5 separate regions of the Mus musculus genome follow, and all the other regions are linked to region 4. The links are chromatin contacts, called in public ChIA-PET and promoter capture Hi-C maps. All regions are on one chromosome and are shown on one strand. Each heading gives the region's core, a stretch centred on a gene start, on an enhancer-like site or on the middle of the called end of the contact. The rest is flanking DNA. Distances are from core to core; before and after follow the strand shown.

Region 1 (2,700 bases), core at 38-2,537, 570 kb after region 4:
AGCAAAACTGACTCCCTAGACACTACCAGAGTTGACACCCCTAATTATTTCCATTTCATTCATAACAATCTCCAAGGAGACAATCCTAGTCCACTCTGAGGCCTATCCAGCCTCTGTGGTGAAACCTCTGCCTTCCTATAGACAGCATCTACTCATATGGAACATCTTGTACTCAAGAAAGACTTTTCATGGAGCCAGAGAGATGGCTCAGAGGTTAAGAGTGCTTGTCACTCTTCCAGAGAATCCAAGCAAACATCCAGGTGGCCTACTATAACTCCAGCTCCAGGTACTCACACACAAAGACATAAAGACAAATGGATTTTTAAAAACTGTTAAGCCTTCCCTGACCTTCAATATATTAGCAGCATCCAACCTCACGTCACGAGAACTAGTTCTTTGCAAAATTTGCTTCCAGGTGCACTGACACGCAAGCTTAGCACAGCGTTTGGCACCCAGCAAGTGTGGAAGCATATGGTGAATGGGCAAATGCATTTCATCCTAGGGGCACAGGGAGAGCTAAACCCGTAACCGTGGGAAACCGCCCTGGCTGACCCAGTGCAGTTCGGAAACGCACATTTCCCACAAGGCAGGACCCAAGCCAAAGGGGACCGGAGGGGCAGGAGGGATGTCCCAGGCTGTCCGCTGTGGATGCCACCGGCCCGAGAGCAGTTTATTGGGAAAGCCCATGCGGTTCCCACCCGGCGCCCAGGCCTTTGAGGGAGACCAGGAGCGCTCCTCAGCCACGGGCGGGGGTTGGGGGGCGAACCCGAGTCTGGGGTCTCGGCAGACCAGAGAAGGGCACACGCAACGTTACTGTAAGTTTCCCTGGGGCTGAGGCGAGAAGTCCGCGTGTCAGGTCCGTGACAGAAAGTAGGGTGAACAGGAGACGTGCAGTCGCGAGAACCCAGGCGGGCGGCGAAGGGAAGTCGGGGGATGTTACCTGCAACATCCCGGTTGTCCATCTTGAGACTCATCCAATCCCACAATGCTCCGGCGCCACCTGAGAAGAGGGAGGCTCTGTTATAGTGCGCTTGGTCTGATGGTAAATGTAGTCCTTCTCCGACAATCTCGTCCAACCCCCTTCTAGGACACCGGGCGTCTTCTCCACAGAAACGCCGGCGTCAGTTCACGAACGTGTATTACTCTCAGTTACGATGATGCAGAGGTATCATCCTCTCCTCAGAGTCTTCCTCAGTCGGAGCCACTTCGAACACACACCATAAGACCCAGAAGTCCTTGCGTAGCAGTTCTCGCGAGAATTGCGGGTCGCCAGGCCCCGCCCCTCAAGGTGCTTCCGCCTCTCTGTGGAGGCGGCTTGTTGTTGTGCGGGCCAAGATGGCGGCACAGGCGGCGGCTGCGGCGCAGGCGGCGGCTGCAGCTCAGGCTGCCGCCGCACAGGCCGCACAGGCCGAGGCAGCCGAGTCGTGGTATCTGGCTCTCCTGGGTTTCGCCGAGCACTTCCGAACATCTAGCCCGCCCAAGATCCGCTTGTGCGTTCATTGCCTGCAGGCCGTGTTCCCCTTCAAGCCGCCTCAGCGGATCGAGGCCCGGACGCACCTGCAGCTCGGCTCGGTGCTTTACCACCACACGAAGAACAGCGAGCAGGCGCGCAGCCACCTGGAGAAGGCGGTGAGTGTGCGGGCCAGGCGGGCGGGCCGCGGGTACCGGGGACTCGATCCTCTCCGCCTCGTCGGGCTTGGGACTTCCGAAGGCCTCGCCCTCACCTGCGGTGACAGACGCGGCTCCGCCACGCCCTCTCACCCGGGAACCGGGAAAGTTGTCCCTCTTCAGCTACTTGGTGCTTGCATCGGGGACCCTCCTAGTCGGGTGGCCGCGGGAACAGGACCCAGAGCGTCAGCCTAGAAGCACCTACCTAAGGAAGAGATGCGAGCTCCCTGACGTGTGAAAGCGAGGTCGCAGGAAATCTGAAAGTCCAGGACTTCTGACAGTCAGGTGTCTAGGTCTGGAGTCCCAGATCCTTGTGGCATGGATATTGGGGAAGGTGAGGCCTTCAGCCTCTTGTTGAACGTTGTTGCCTTGTGAGGACCTGAAGTGCAGAAAGTAGCTTCTAGAGTCACTTGCACCTCGGGGGTCTGGAGGTCAGTCTCACTGTTGGTGGCTTCTTCTCCCACCACGAAATGGTCCATCTTTGAAAGAGTCCCCACTCCGCCTCCAACTTGATTTGTGACGTCTTGGTGCTTCACAGAATTTCAAGAGGTAGCTGTCATTCAGCTTCTCAGTAAGACTTGTTTCTTCTCATGGCAACTGTGTCTCTTCCACACCTCCGCCTCTTTTTTGCCATTTTCCTATCTTTGTTTCCTTGACTATTCAGATGTTTAATGTTCTGACCTGCAGACAGTCTAGTAAATTGCCTTCAGGAGGGGATCAAAATTCTTGTTTCCCACACTGTGCATAGTTAGAGCTTCTAATCCTCACTGAACCAATAAACTTCCTTATTTCAAGAGTGAAACCGTATAGGCTTAGCTAAGTAAAGTGATTTAGCAAAGACCACACTGTGTGAAGTTTGGGTTTTTTGTTTGTTTTTGTGTTGGGGGGGGTTGTCGTGGTCTTACACGATGTAGCAAAGAATTGGTCTCAATTCCCAGCTGTCATCCTTCCTGGCCACCCAAGTACTGAGATTACAGGCATAGTTGCACATACCTGTGATGTACATGTTCAAGGGAGAGGCAAGAGGCTAGC
Region 2 (2,700 bases), core at 128-2,627, 710 kb after region 4:
CCCACCCCCTGCTCAGTGACAAGGTTCCACCGCTAACCCCAGTTGCAAGGAAGAGCGAATTTATTGCAGGTTCCAACCTGGAACTTAGCGTGCACGGCTGGCCCACGGTTTCTCTGTAGCATGGCAACCCACCGTGCAACAGCTCATTCTGCGCAGGCGCAATGCTTCTCTCTCTTCTCTTTGCGCCCCTCCCGGGGCCTTCTCGCCAGAAATCGAGGATGCGCATGCGCTCTCCAGCAATCAGTTTGTGCAGGAGGAATCAGAACCCAACAGCAGGCCTCAGAGGGCCGCCGCCGTGGGGGAAGGGGAAGGGACAGGACGCGTGCGCAGTGGCGCGCGGCGACTTCGCGGGTTTCCCGAAGCTCGCCCTTCGCGCGTGCGCCGCCCTGGCTCTGTGCCTGGTGCGGCGGGAACAGCGAGAACCCCGGCTCCTAGCCGGAGTCCCCGGCCCGCAGCCAGCCATTGCGCGCCACCTGGCCCGCCGAGGGCCGGGCAGACGGGCTGAACTGTAGCAGCTCGGCGATCAAGGATTTGCATCGTTCCGACAGTTCGAGGCCGTCAGGGTAGAGCACGCCGCGCTTCTGGCGCCGGGGTAGGCCAGCAATGTCCGAGTCGTCGAAGGGCATGCACCCGGTGACCATGACGTAGAGCACAACGCCCAGGCTCCACACGTCGTATTTCTTAGGGTCGTAGGGGATGCCCAGGAGCACCTCAGGTGACGCATACGCGGCCGAGCCGCAGTAGGTGGTGCTCAGGTCTGGGTAGCCGTGCGCCTGGCGGCCGAAACCGAAATCCGTGATCTTGACGCGGCGCTCGTCAGGGCTTAGCAGCACGTTTTCGCACTTGAGGTCGCGGTGCACCAGGTGGTGGTCGTGCAGGTAGCGCACGGCGCCCGCGATCTGCGAGAAGAGTTCGCGCGCCTGCGACCCCGGGATGCGCCCGTTGCGCTGCACTGCCTGCAGCAGGTCGGTGGCTGCTGCCTCCATCACGATGTACAGCTTCCCATTGCACACTTCGATGAACTCGAAAACGTGTACGATGTGCGGGTGCCGTACTCCCCGCAGGATGGACAGCTCTCGAGGCAGGAACTTGTTGACGAAGTCCGGAGGCGCTCGCCGGCGGTCCACCACCTTGATGGCCACCGTCCCTTTATACTTCTTGGAGGTGGCCACTTTCACCTTGGAGTAGCTGCCCTCACCTATCGTGCGGCCCAGCTTATAGCCAAGTTCGCTCAGGAGTTTGTCGCCCGACATGGTGGCGCCCGGGGCGCGCGGGGAGCAGGAGGCGGCTGCTGTCGGGGGGCGGCCGGACTCCAATCTCGGGCCTAACCCATGGTGCTTGGCACCTGCACCCCCGTGCCCCCATGTGCCCACTCCCAAGGCCCTACAGCCGCGATGACTTTTATTGCCCGGGTAACAATTTCTGCCTTGTGAAGTGACTGCGGGCGTCACTCGGCCTTGGGGCGGGGACCCTCCCTCCCCCGCCCCGCGGGCTCCCTAAACCCTTCTTAGGCTTTGTGACTCAATCGCCCTTAATGGTCAGTTCCTCGTGAGAAGTCACTGGCGAGGAGACTGCCCACTGATGTGGAACAGGACAAGTCCCTCCCTGAAGTGATGGTGCTCAGGTGGGTGGGAACCAGCCTGTTGCCTCGAGCCTGGCTACCATGGCTCACGAAAGAAAGTAGGTGAACTCCCAAGGTTTTTAGTGCAAGAAACACGCCCGAGAGAGCTCTAGATGCAGACCACAGTTACTCCCTGCCTAGGGCCAGAGGGAGGAGGGACTGACTTCCGGATCGCAGCAAGGCTAGCGTAACGCTTCCAAATTATAGGGAACCTCCTGGGTGACGGAACTTCCGCCACACTCAAAATGGTGGTCGCGCGTTGCCTCACTTCCGCTGGTGGCCGGAAGTTGCGGGTCCTGCAAGTATGGCGGCGTCGAAGGTGAAGCAGGACATGCCCCCGCCAGGGGGCTACGGCCCCATCGACTACAAGCGGAACCTGCCCCGCCGGGGACTGTCGGGTCAGTGTCTCAGTGTCGTCCTGTTCGTCGCAGACCAGGCTTTTGTTATGCGGTTAGACGAGAGAGGGCAGCCTGCGGGCTTCAGAGTGCACAGTGTGAGCGGAGGCTGAGTTGGAATCTTGGTTTTCTAGTGCAGCATCCCGGAAGCCAGAATGTTCATGTCCCCTAGTTTCCAGCTGGCTTCCACGGGCCTGGAAACTAAGCCTGCGAGAAGCACTAACCTGGAGTTTGGAGGCTTTTGTTTTGTTTTAGGCTGGCCTCAAACTCCGTAGCAGAGACTGATCTAGAACTCCTGATCTCTTGCCTTCACTTCCGAAGGCTATGCTCATAGGTATGCACCGTTATACGTATTTTTTTTTTAATGTTTTTAAATTTTTTTTTTTTTTTTTTTTTTTTTTTTTTTTTGCAGATAGGGACTTACTATATAGCCCAGGCTGGCCTCAAACTCGTGGCGACCCTGCCTTTGCCAATGGATTGCTGGGATGACAGACAGGTCCACCCAAGGCAAGATGTGTGTTGATTGTAACATAGCATAGAAGGCTAGTCTTAAACTCTAGCCTCCCTAGTGCTGGTTCCTCTTCTGGCATTCTCTGCCCACCCCCAGCCCCCACCCCCACCGGCTTTCGTGGAGCCCAGGCCAGCCTGAAATTATGAACACCCCAACTCTATGCCTTCATAGTA
Region 3 (2,700 bases), core at 19-2,518, 630 kb after region 4:
TATATGTGAGTACACTGTAGCTGTCTTTAGACATACCAGAAGAGGGCATCTCATTACAGATAGTTGTGAGCCACCATGTGATTGCTGGGATTTGAACTCAGGACCTCCAGAAGAGCAGTTGGTGCTCTTAACCACTGAGCCATCTCTCCAACCCTTATATATATATATATTAAAAGAAACTGATGTGTCATGAGTGTTTTGCCTGCATGTGCATCTGTGTACCACATGTGTACTTGTTGCCTGAGGAGGAGAGCCTCCATGTGGGTGCTGGGAATAGAACCCAGGTCTTCCACAACAAGAAGTGCCCTTAACCACTGAGCTAACTCTTTAGCCCTGGGCTTTGTCTTCATAAGATTTCTTTATGACGTGTTTCTGTATGATGAGGACAGAAGGCATAAATACCCTAGAACCGGAGTTATGGTAGGTTGTAAGCCACCATGTGGGTGCTTGGGTCTTCTGCAAGAGCAGCCAGTACCTTTAATTGCTGAGCCATGACTCCAGATGTGTTTTTTAAATTAACATATTTTATTTATGAGCGTGTGTTTGTGTCTGAGGACAACTTGTGCGGATGGAACTCAGGTCATTATGTTTGGTGGCAAGCCTCTTTAAACCACTGAGCCATGTCGCTGTCCTGGAATAGGTTTTCTATGAACTTTGTACTTTTCCCTGTTGAAATTGTAAATTGGCTTCAGATGCTTCATAATCTCCCCAAACTTGCTTCCTTTCTGGCTATTATTGTCTCCTTGGTGTTACCAGAGAGGGTTGGGCGCAGGTTTGTTTTCTTGGGGATTCCTTCTTCTCCAGAGGCACAGGCTAGATGTGGATTACTGGAAGGAGACAGCCGTCCACCTCGTTCTCTGCAGGTGGATTGGCTTGGTGGGTAGGTTGAACTGTCTGCGGTCCGGGGGAGAGGGGTGACCGCTCAGCCGATCGCACCTTCTCACTGGAGGTCAACACCGAAGTTCCTGAGAGGAAGCTTTGCGAGGCCCCGGGCGCGTCTCAGAGTTACAAGAGGTGGCCGTGCAGGGCTCGGGCGAGGTCAGCGTGAGTCAGCCCTGGGCGCGGCCGAGCTCTGTGCACTAAGCTGGCCATGGCTGAGGGGCGCTTAGCAGCCCAAGTGGGAAACCCAGTCGCTTAGCGCAGCGTCGCCAGTCTTTGGGGCTGGGAGGGCGGTGCTTCCGGGTAGGCCCGCCCAGCCTCGCCTCCAGGGAACCACGCCCACATAAGACCACGCCCACAGGGAGCCCCTCCCTTCCCGACCCCGCCCATCCGGGTGCGGGCGGGTGGCGTCGCCTTTAAGAGCTCCCCGGTGTTTTGGGGGCCGCGGGCCGGGCGCGCTGACCTGGTGCGCATGTCCCGGGCGGTGACGCCGGCGCCGGGCTCCATGTGTGCGGCCGAGGGGCGCATTATCTGGCCGGCGGCGCGGGCGGGCGGAGCGGCGGAGCGAGCGCCGCGGGCCCGGGCGGCCCCTCAGGCGCAGCGAGCACGCGCGGCCGGCGCCCCCCGCCCCCAGCCCTGTGGACACGCGCGCTGCCCCTGGGCCCGGTCGGCGCGCGGCCGGGTAAGTTCCTAGCAAACTTGGCAAGGCGGGGCGGGGGCGCGGGAAAGTGGGAGCGCGGTCGTATTCGGTTTGCTGCGCTGCGGTTCGCTTCGCCTGCGCCGCTGGAAAGTTCCCCACCGCCCTCGCACGTGGGGCTGGGGTCCCTGGTCCCCGGAGCCGGGAAGTGGCCGAGTCGCCTCACTCCCTCCTGAGCTTTTCAGGCTGGGAGGCCGCCCCAAGGGGGGCGGCGGGCACACAGCACGTGGACGAGTGGCGTGGGGTGAGAGTCCACGGGAGGGTCGGGGGTCCGAGCCCGGCGGCGGCGTTAAATTCGGCGGCGACGGCGGCGGCGGAGGCGGCGGAGGATCCCGTGTCAGAATAAGAGTCCCTGCGCGCCCACGCCTGCAGGGCCGGTCCCCCCCCCCCCCCACCGTCCTGCTTGGGCTCGCGCCCTTCCTGCTTGACCCTGGGGAGCCATGGGACCCTTCCCCCTCTCTTGGTTCCTGTTTTCCTCATGGCCCTCCACTTTAAATTTGCCTCCGGGTGTACGATGTGGCTCCAATAATTTCTTTTTTCTTCCACCTGGAACGGGTTGGCATCAGTGACTAGACAGCAGCAGCTGGCCTTTTAAAGGGATTAATGCCAAGAATCGGAATTGATCACTTCAACAAGGAAAGGCTTCTGGGCAGGCCTCAGCCGCAGCCGGACTGCGCTCTCCGGAACCCTGAAATGAATGGGGACCCCTCATTAAGACCTGTATGGCAGAATGTTTTGTTTTTCCTTCCCGCCCCTGCAGTTTTAGCAGAGGCTGCAAGTTCTACCTACCTGACTCACTTCAGGTAGTTCACTCTTATCTTGTGGCTTTGGATTCTTTAGGACAAAGTCCTGGTGAGTCTCCTGAGCCTTACATTTTCTTGACAGCATTAACTTCTTTTTATCTTCTTGGAGTATGCAGCACTCCCACGTCCCTGTTAATGTGTGTGTCCATTCACAAAGCGATAGATACCTGTTGTGGATGTAATCTGTATACTGAGCCTGAGTCTCCCTCTTGTTCTTCTCATCCTACCATTCGGTGGTTACGGTGGTTACAACTTTTCTTTAAAGCAACATTACACCACAGCACTGTGAATACCCTCCAGTCCTTAGCTTATACCTGGCTC
Region 4 (2,700 bases), core at 26-2,525:
GAACCACGGCGGCTCGGCTTCCCGCCCGCCCACTAGGGTGGGGGCGGGGAGGCCCGGGCTAGGGGATCTGCCTGCACCAGGGACACCACGCGAGACTTAGCGCCGTGGTGACCTGCATGCTGTCACACTCACACAGGAAACCTGAGCTCATGACTGCGCCACCGGGTGCTGACGACCCACCTGTGCGCAATCTCCAGCAAGTCCCCACTAAACCCGTCGTGTCCAACCGGGGACACTTGCAGCGATAGCAAGCCTTAGCCTGGATGCTTCCCGACGCCCATGCGCCACGACCCCTCGTGCTCTCACGGGGCCGCGTGTTATACACGTGCGTCTGCGCTGGAGTGGGGGAAAGAAGCATGCTCTCATTCCCAGCGTGCACCCAGAGGTGGAGGCAGGAGGACCACCTGTTCAAGGAGCCTTAGTGAAGTAGAGAGCTGGAGGTCAGCCTGGGCTACAGGAGACACCGTTTTTACTCCGACTTTGAGACAGGGTCTCACTATGTATTGGCTGCTGTCCTGGAACTCGCCATATAGACCAGGCTGGCCTCGAATTCACAGAGATCCTCCTGCCTCTGTCTACCGCGTTAAGAAACACTTTCAGAAAAACAAACAAAACGTGCTTGGTCTGGGGTTCAGTCCTTACAACGCTGGCATGCATAAAAAAAAAAACAAAAAAAAAAAAACCGGGCTCTGTGCACAGCACACAGACCAGGCTAAGTGGCACACGCCTGTCGTGCAAACGCTAGGGAGGCTGAGGCAGGAGGATTAGAATTTCAGGGTTATCTGTTTTATGTGTTTGAGACAAGCCTGGCCTATATGAAACTCTCTCAAAAGGGCCCCTCACAGCCCGCAGCGCTGTATTGGCTCGCAGAGAGTGTCCTGGGAGTAGAATGTCATGGGCGCATATCCTGTGAGCCCAAGAGCCTAGTGCAGTTCCTGAGTCGAAACGGAGATATCCACAGCACCCCACCCCCACCCCCAGATCTGTACAACTGGGAGTCTTGCTCCGCAGCCGAGGTATGCTTGGAGCTCGCGGCCATCCCCCTGCCTCAGCTTCCCAATTGCACAAATAGCAACTGCTGGAGCGCGTCCCGGGCTTGAATATCTTTGGGGGGAGGTATTGAAGTCTGTACTTATTGGTGCGCAGCCTATTGGTGGGCAGTGCCGCCCCCGCGGGCTCTGCGCGTGCGCGCTCCCAGCGCGCGCGCGGGGGGGGGGCCCACCCGCGCTCCCGCCGTTGCCACTTTAAGAGCGGCGGGAGCGCGCGGTGGCGGTGGCGCGCTTCCCGGAACAGCCCGGGGAGGGCAGCGCGGCGAGAACCCACCCGCGGCCGGAGCTCCCGCGCGGACATGGCCGCGGGGATCGGGGCGCGGGCAGCGATGGCCACGCGCGCCTGACAGGTGCGGAGCATGTACGGCAAGGCGAGCAAGGGCTGCGCGCCCTCGGACGGGCAGGCGCGCGAGAAGTGAGTGCGCGGTGCGGGGCCACGCGGGACCGGGGACCATGGGGTCACGCGAGACCAGAATGGTGCGGGATTTCAGGGGGGACACAGGAGATCCCGAGGAGATCGGGGAGTGACTGGAGATCAAAATGGTGCGGGATTTCAGGGGTACACACGAGATCAAGGGGCTCATGGGGTCACGCGAGACCAGAAGGGTGTGTGATTGTGGGTGTGCGAGACCTGAGGGTCCTTTGGGGTCACAGAATACACAAAGGACAGAATATATTGAGGTACTCGAGTTCCAGGGTCTTGGTGGGGGGGTCACATGAGATAGAGGGCATGGGCATGAGCTTGAGAGCTCCAAGGGGGCTTGGGGTCTCAGAATACCTGAGGGGACAGGAAATCAATGGGTCAAACAAGAGCCAAGGGGTTGCTGGGGTCACGTGGCGGTTCATCGGGTGCAGGATCAGGGGCTCACTAGGGAGTCGGTGGTGTATGGGAGATCAGGAGTTAGGACTTGAGCGGTCACAGGATGCCCAGGGCAGGCACAGCATCTGAGGGTTGTAAGGCCTCGGGAGTTCTGGGGTCACACAAACCTGACAGGTGTGAGCTTTCGGGGTTGGCTGTGAGACCATGGCACTGGAGGACAGCTTCAGGTCTTAGGGCCGCAGAGTCCCAAGTATCCAAGCTGGAGATTTGAAACAGGACACGTGGGTTCATTGTGGCTGCAAATTTGAAGAGGTTGGGTCGGACCCTAATGCCCTGCGGGGTGTTGGGGTTTTGGAGGTTTGCGTGGAAGTTGGACTCCACTGTCGCTTGTAGGCAAAGGTGCGGATTCAAAGCCTAGAGAGGTGCAGAGCCTGACCATGGCGGTCCCGGGACACCTCCCGGAGTCCCAGGTGAGCCAGAATGGGTCTGGCTCTAGACGCCCCACATTGAAGATACAGGGTGCGCTGCCCAGGTGGACAGGCTGTGCTCTAGCTTCCAGTGAGGACACGCCTGGGCTGGCCTTCCTTTCCGAGGTGCCTGTGTGGAGAAGTAGGTGAAGCGGGAACGTTTGAAGTGTGCTGGGAGCCCAGCACTCACCTTTGAGGTGTGAGTGTGGAGGCCTGGATTGTAGCAGGGCCTGAGGGGGCAGCTTGCCTAGAGGCTGAGTTGCCCAGTGCAGCCCTGGGTAGGGGACAGATCACCTGGCACAGAGAAGTCTGGGTCACTGGGCTGCCATGCAAGGCTGGCTCCCTGAGAGCCTGCAGTTAGGAC
Region 5 (2,700 bases), core at 6-2,505, 540 kb after region 4:
TTGGTTAGGTTTTCTACTTGGCAAACTCCTACTCATACTTCAAGGCTTATCCATATTGCTCCCACTGGAAGCCCTCTCTGATTTCCCTATCTCTGTGTTTCATCATTAGCTAATACTCATTCCTTTGGATTTGCCAGGTCACTCATTGAGCCTCACCCTTCATGTGGTTGGACTCTGATGGGAGGGAATCTAGTATTTTCTTGAGGCTCCCAGTTTCTCTCAACTAAAGTCCAAATGTCTCCAACTGCACTTCCCTATTCTTGCTCAGTTACACCGAAGTTATACAGTCTGATAAGACAGTTCAGCTAGCTGCATAGATAACACAAGCCAGGTCTCTGGGCTTCCCTTAACACAGCTGGACAAACAAACCAAAACCCAGAGAGGGGAATCCACCTGTCTGGTGCCACACAGCCAGTTTTTGTTCAATTCTCCTAAACTACCCAGGCCCACATTTCATAAACTCCATCCTGGTTTTACTTAACCAAAATGCCAACACTAATCTTGACACTGCACAGAACTTGTGATCCTCACCCATGACGATAGTGAAACCCAGATAGATAAAGAGACCTGGGCTCCCAAAGGGCACTTGGCTCACTCAGACTCTCAGGAGACAGGTACCAGGGAGTCAGACCTATGGCTAAGGCCCTCTCTATCCCACTGTTTGAGTTAACTGAGCTTTGGAGTGAGGGGATTGCTGGACCTCCGGGGTCTATCTGAAGATAGAAGTCAGGGACAGGGTGCTCATTGCTTGTAGGGGGAGTTAACTCTAGGCCTGAGACAGAGACGATGGTACAGGGCATGCGTACCAGGGAAGTTGGGTGAGTTGGGCTTTATCTAGGAAAATACTTTGACCCTGGGTGACTTTGGAACTGGCACAGCATACATCCCTGGAATACTCGTAAATGCCACAACCCACTATGGCTCCACATCACCTTTCCCCAGAAACTTACAACTTCATCTTCCTGACAGCGCGGCTGGAGAGGGATTTCTGCTTGCAATGGCGTTCCCCCGGCCCAGCTCCCATCCTATGGGATTTTGCTACCCCTCATCCTCCCTCCAGCCCCATGGTCCTCATGGACGAAAACGCACTGTGAGAACGCCGAAACTTGATTGAGTAGGTAGGACACTGGCAGGGCGCAGAATGACATTGCCACAGTCCTGCCGGCTAGGGGCGGGATGTCCATGGCAGCGGCACCCCGACCCCGGCGAGGCCTCCAGGACGCTTGGCTCCGTGACCGCAGCGCGTCAGAGCTCTGAGTTGCCAGGAACCTGCCTGCCCCCCCCCCCCCCCCCGCGCGCAAAGGTCGCCCCGCGCAGGAGCTGGTCACCACCCTTTCCTGTGTTGAGGTTCTTGGCCAGTATGCGGAGGGGGTGGGTGGGGAGTGCCGCCCTACTATCAGGAGACTCCGCCCATAAGCTCCCTTTCTCAGTCCTTTTATCCATTGCACAGCGTCCTTTCCCAGTTTTCAGCCGTCCCACATCTGCAGCCATGCCCCCTTACCTCTACCCAGCTTATAACTCCGCCCCCATACCCTAGTCACCTGTGGGGCTGAACTGTAGAGACTTCCCTTTACCGAGTCCACAATAGTCCCTTACCTAAGACCCATTCACCTCTCCTAGCCCTACTCACAGGCATTAGCTCAAGAGTGCAGCCACGCTCTACATGGCCCCGCCCCCAGGCCCTACACTCACAACTTGTACACACTGCAGTCCAGCCCCTGGCCACACTCCCACTACTCAGCTCTGCCAACTCTAGGACCTTTTGTGTCATGCCCAACCAGATCTTGGGAGAGGGAAACATTGGGGAGATGGAAGACCAGAGGAGCAAGACTGGAGTACTCAGATTTATCATTCTTATTCTCTTGAGGACTTTGACTAGCTGGAGAGGTCTGGGGAGGATCCAGGGCAGCACAAATGGGATGAAGCTGCAAAGATTGACCATCACGGGCTCCAGCTGGGCTCTTGCAGCTATGCAGTGAGCAATACATGAGACAGCCCAGGCCTCTGCCTCTAGACAGGCCCTACCCATACTCCAGCTGTGCCCAGTCCACACCAGCCCATGCACATATCATGAAGTGTTTGGAAGCCTCTTTTTCCTCTGCCTGGGGTAAAGTCTGAATCAACTGGCTGGTCTCCAGTTACTGTGAACTCAATGAGCCTCAGTGGGACTGGAGGAGGGACAAAAGAGGTTTCTGGCAACAGCAGGAACTGGAATGCTGGACAGGTGAGCATTGGGACTTTAATACACAGCACAACACTTGTGACCACAGGATAGAGATGGATGCCAGAACATTTCATAGTCCAAGGATGGCCGATCTGAATGTAGACTTTGTGTTTCCAGAATATTCAGTAGTAGGGCCGTCTGGGGTTGTTCTGTGGAAGCCCAAAAAGATCAAAGGAGTGTTAGTGGAAAACTATAGGTCCTCCCTCCACAACGTTGCAGGCAGCAGAGCTGACATCCTGTGAGGGCTACAGCAGGGGTTTTGTCATCTCTCTCAAACTAACAGGCAGTCAGGGAGGCACGCACCAGCGGGTTGGGCCGGAATCGGTAGGCCAGCATCATCCTCTTGCGGAAGGCCTCGTACTCATCATCCTCCTTGGAGAGTTCAGCTGGCCGGTCGATGCCAAAGCCAGCTCCATCTATTGTGGTGGCACCCCTGTGGAAGGAAAACCAGCAGTCATGAGTAGGAACCAGGATGA

The links. Promoter capture Hi-C pulls out the DNA fragments that hold promoters and counts their contacts. ChIA-PET counts read pairs in DNA pulled down with a chosen protein or histone mark.
Region 1: a contact with region 4 is called in a promoter capture Hi-C map of second pharyngeal arch cranial neural crest. The contact joins the promoter of Mau2 here to the promoter of Ssbp4 in region 4. A contact is called at or near these places in 2 of 39 promoter capture datasets (cranial neural crest and second pharyngeal arch cranial neural crest) and 1 of 115 datasets of contacts at active chromatin or transcription factors (large pre-B cells).
Region 2: a contact with region 4 is called in an RNA polymerase II ChIA-PET map of memory CD8 T cells, with 63 read pairs. The contact joins the promoter of Tssk6 here to the promoter of Ssbp4 in region 4. A contact is called at or near these places in 1 of 39 promoter capture datasets (pre-B cells), 4 of 484 Hi-C or Micro-C datasets (CD4 T cells, embryonic stem cells and myocytes), 1 of 115 datasets of contacts at active chromatin or transcription factors (memory CD8 T cells) and 1 of 9 other capture datasets (liver).
Region 3: a promoter capture Hi-C map of pre-B cells shows a contact between it and region 4, with 3 times the contacts expected there. The contact joins the promoter of Gatad2a here to the promoter of Ssbp4 in region 4. A contact is called at or near these places in 2 of 39 promoter capture datasets (liver and pre-B cells), 5 of 484 Hi-C or Micro-C datasets (the G1E-ER4 cell line, embryonic stem cells and liver) and 4 of 115 datasets of contacts at active chromatin or transcription factors (bone marrow-derived macrophages, embryonic stem cells and stem cell-derived neural progenitor cells).
Region 5: a contact with region 4 is called in a promoter capture Hi-C map of liver, with 3 times the contacts expected there. The contact joins the promoter of Tm6sf2 here to the promoter of Ssbp4 in region 4. A contact is called at or near these places in 6 of 39 promoter capture datasets (the HPC-7 cell line, cranial neural crest, frontonasal cranial neural crest and 3 more) and 1 of 115 datasets of contacts at active chromatin or transcription factors (pancreatic cancer cells).

Annotation. Positions count from the first base shown.
Region 1 is chr8:70,041,321-70,044,020 of GRCm38.p6, reverse strand. It overlaps Mau2 (MAU2 sister chromatid cohesion factor), which reads left to right and starts at 1,287. Exons shown (of 19, transcript NM_001376946.1): 1 at 1,287-1,629. The coding sequence starts at 1,336. It overlaps Sugp1 (SURP and G patch domain containing 1), which reads right to left and starts at 1,234. Exons shown (of 14, transcript NM_027481.3): 1 at 941-1,234. The coding sequence starts at 974.
Region 2 is chr8:69,900,861-69,903,560 of GRCm38.p6, reverse strand. Tssk6 (testis-specific serine kinase 6) reads right to left here and starts at 1,377. Exons shown (of 1, transcript NM_032004.2): 1 at 43-1,377. The coding sequence starts at 1,253. The coding sequence ends at 432. Ndufa13 (NADH:ubiquinone oxidoreductase subunit A13) reads left to right here and starts at 1,541. Exons shown (of 5, transcript NM_001382215.1): 1 at 1,541-1,624; 2 at 1,829-2,019. The coding sequence starts at 1,926.
Region 3 is chr8:69,972,951-69,975,650 of GRCm38.p6, reverse strand. It overlaps Gatad2a (GATA zinc finger domain containing 2A), which reads left to right and starts at 1,268. Exons shown (of 13, transcript NM_001113346.1): 1 at 1,268-1,561.
Region 4 is chr8:70,606,889-70,609,588 of GRCm38.p6, reverse strand. Ssbp4 (single stranded DNA binding protein 4) reads left to right here and starts at 1,275. Exons shown (of 18, transcript NM_001372473.1): 1 at 1,275-1,464. The coding sequence starts at 1,409.
Region 5 is chr8:70,071,479-70,074,178 of GRCm38.p6, reverse strand. Tm6sf2 (transmembrane 6 superfamily member 2) reads right to left here and starts at 1,255. Exons shown (of 10, transcript NM_001293795.1): 1 at 1,090-1,255. The coding sequence starts at 1,184. Sugp1 (SURP and G patch domain containing 1) reads right to left here. Exons shown (of 14, transcript NM_027481.3): 13 at 2,528-2,657; 14 at 1,832-2,373. The coding sequence ends at 2,347.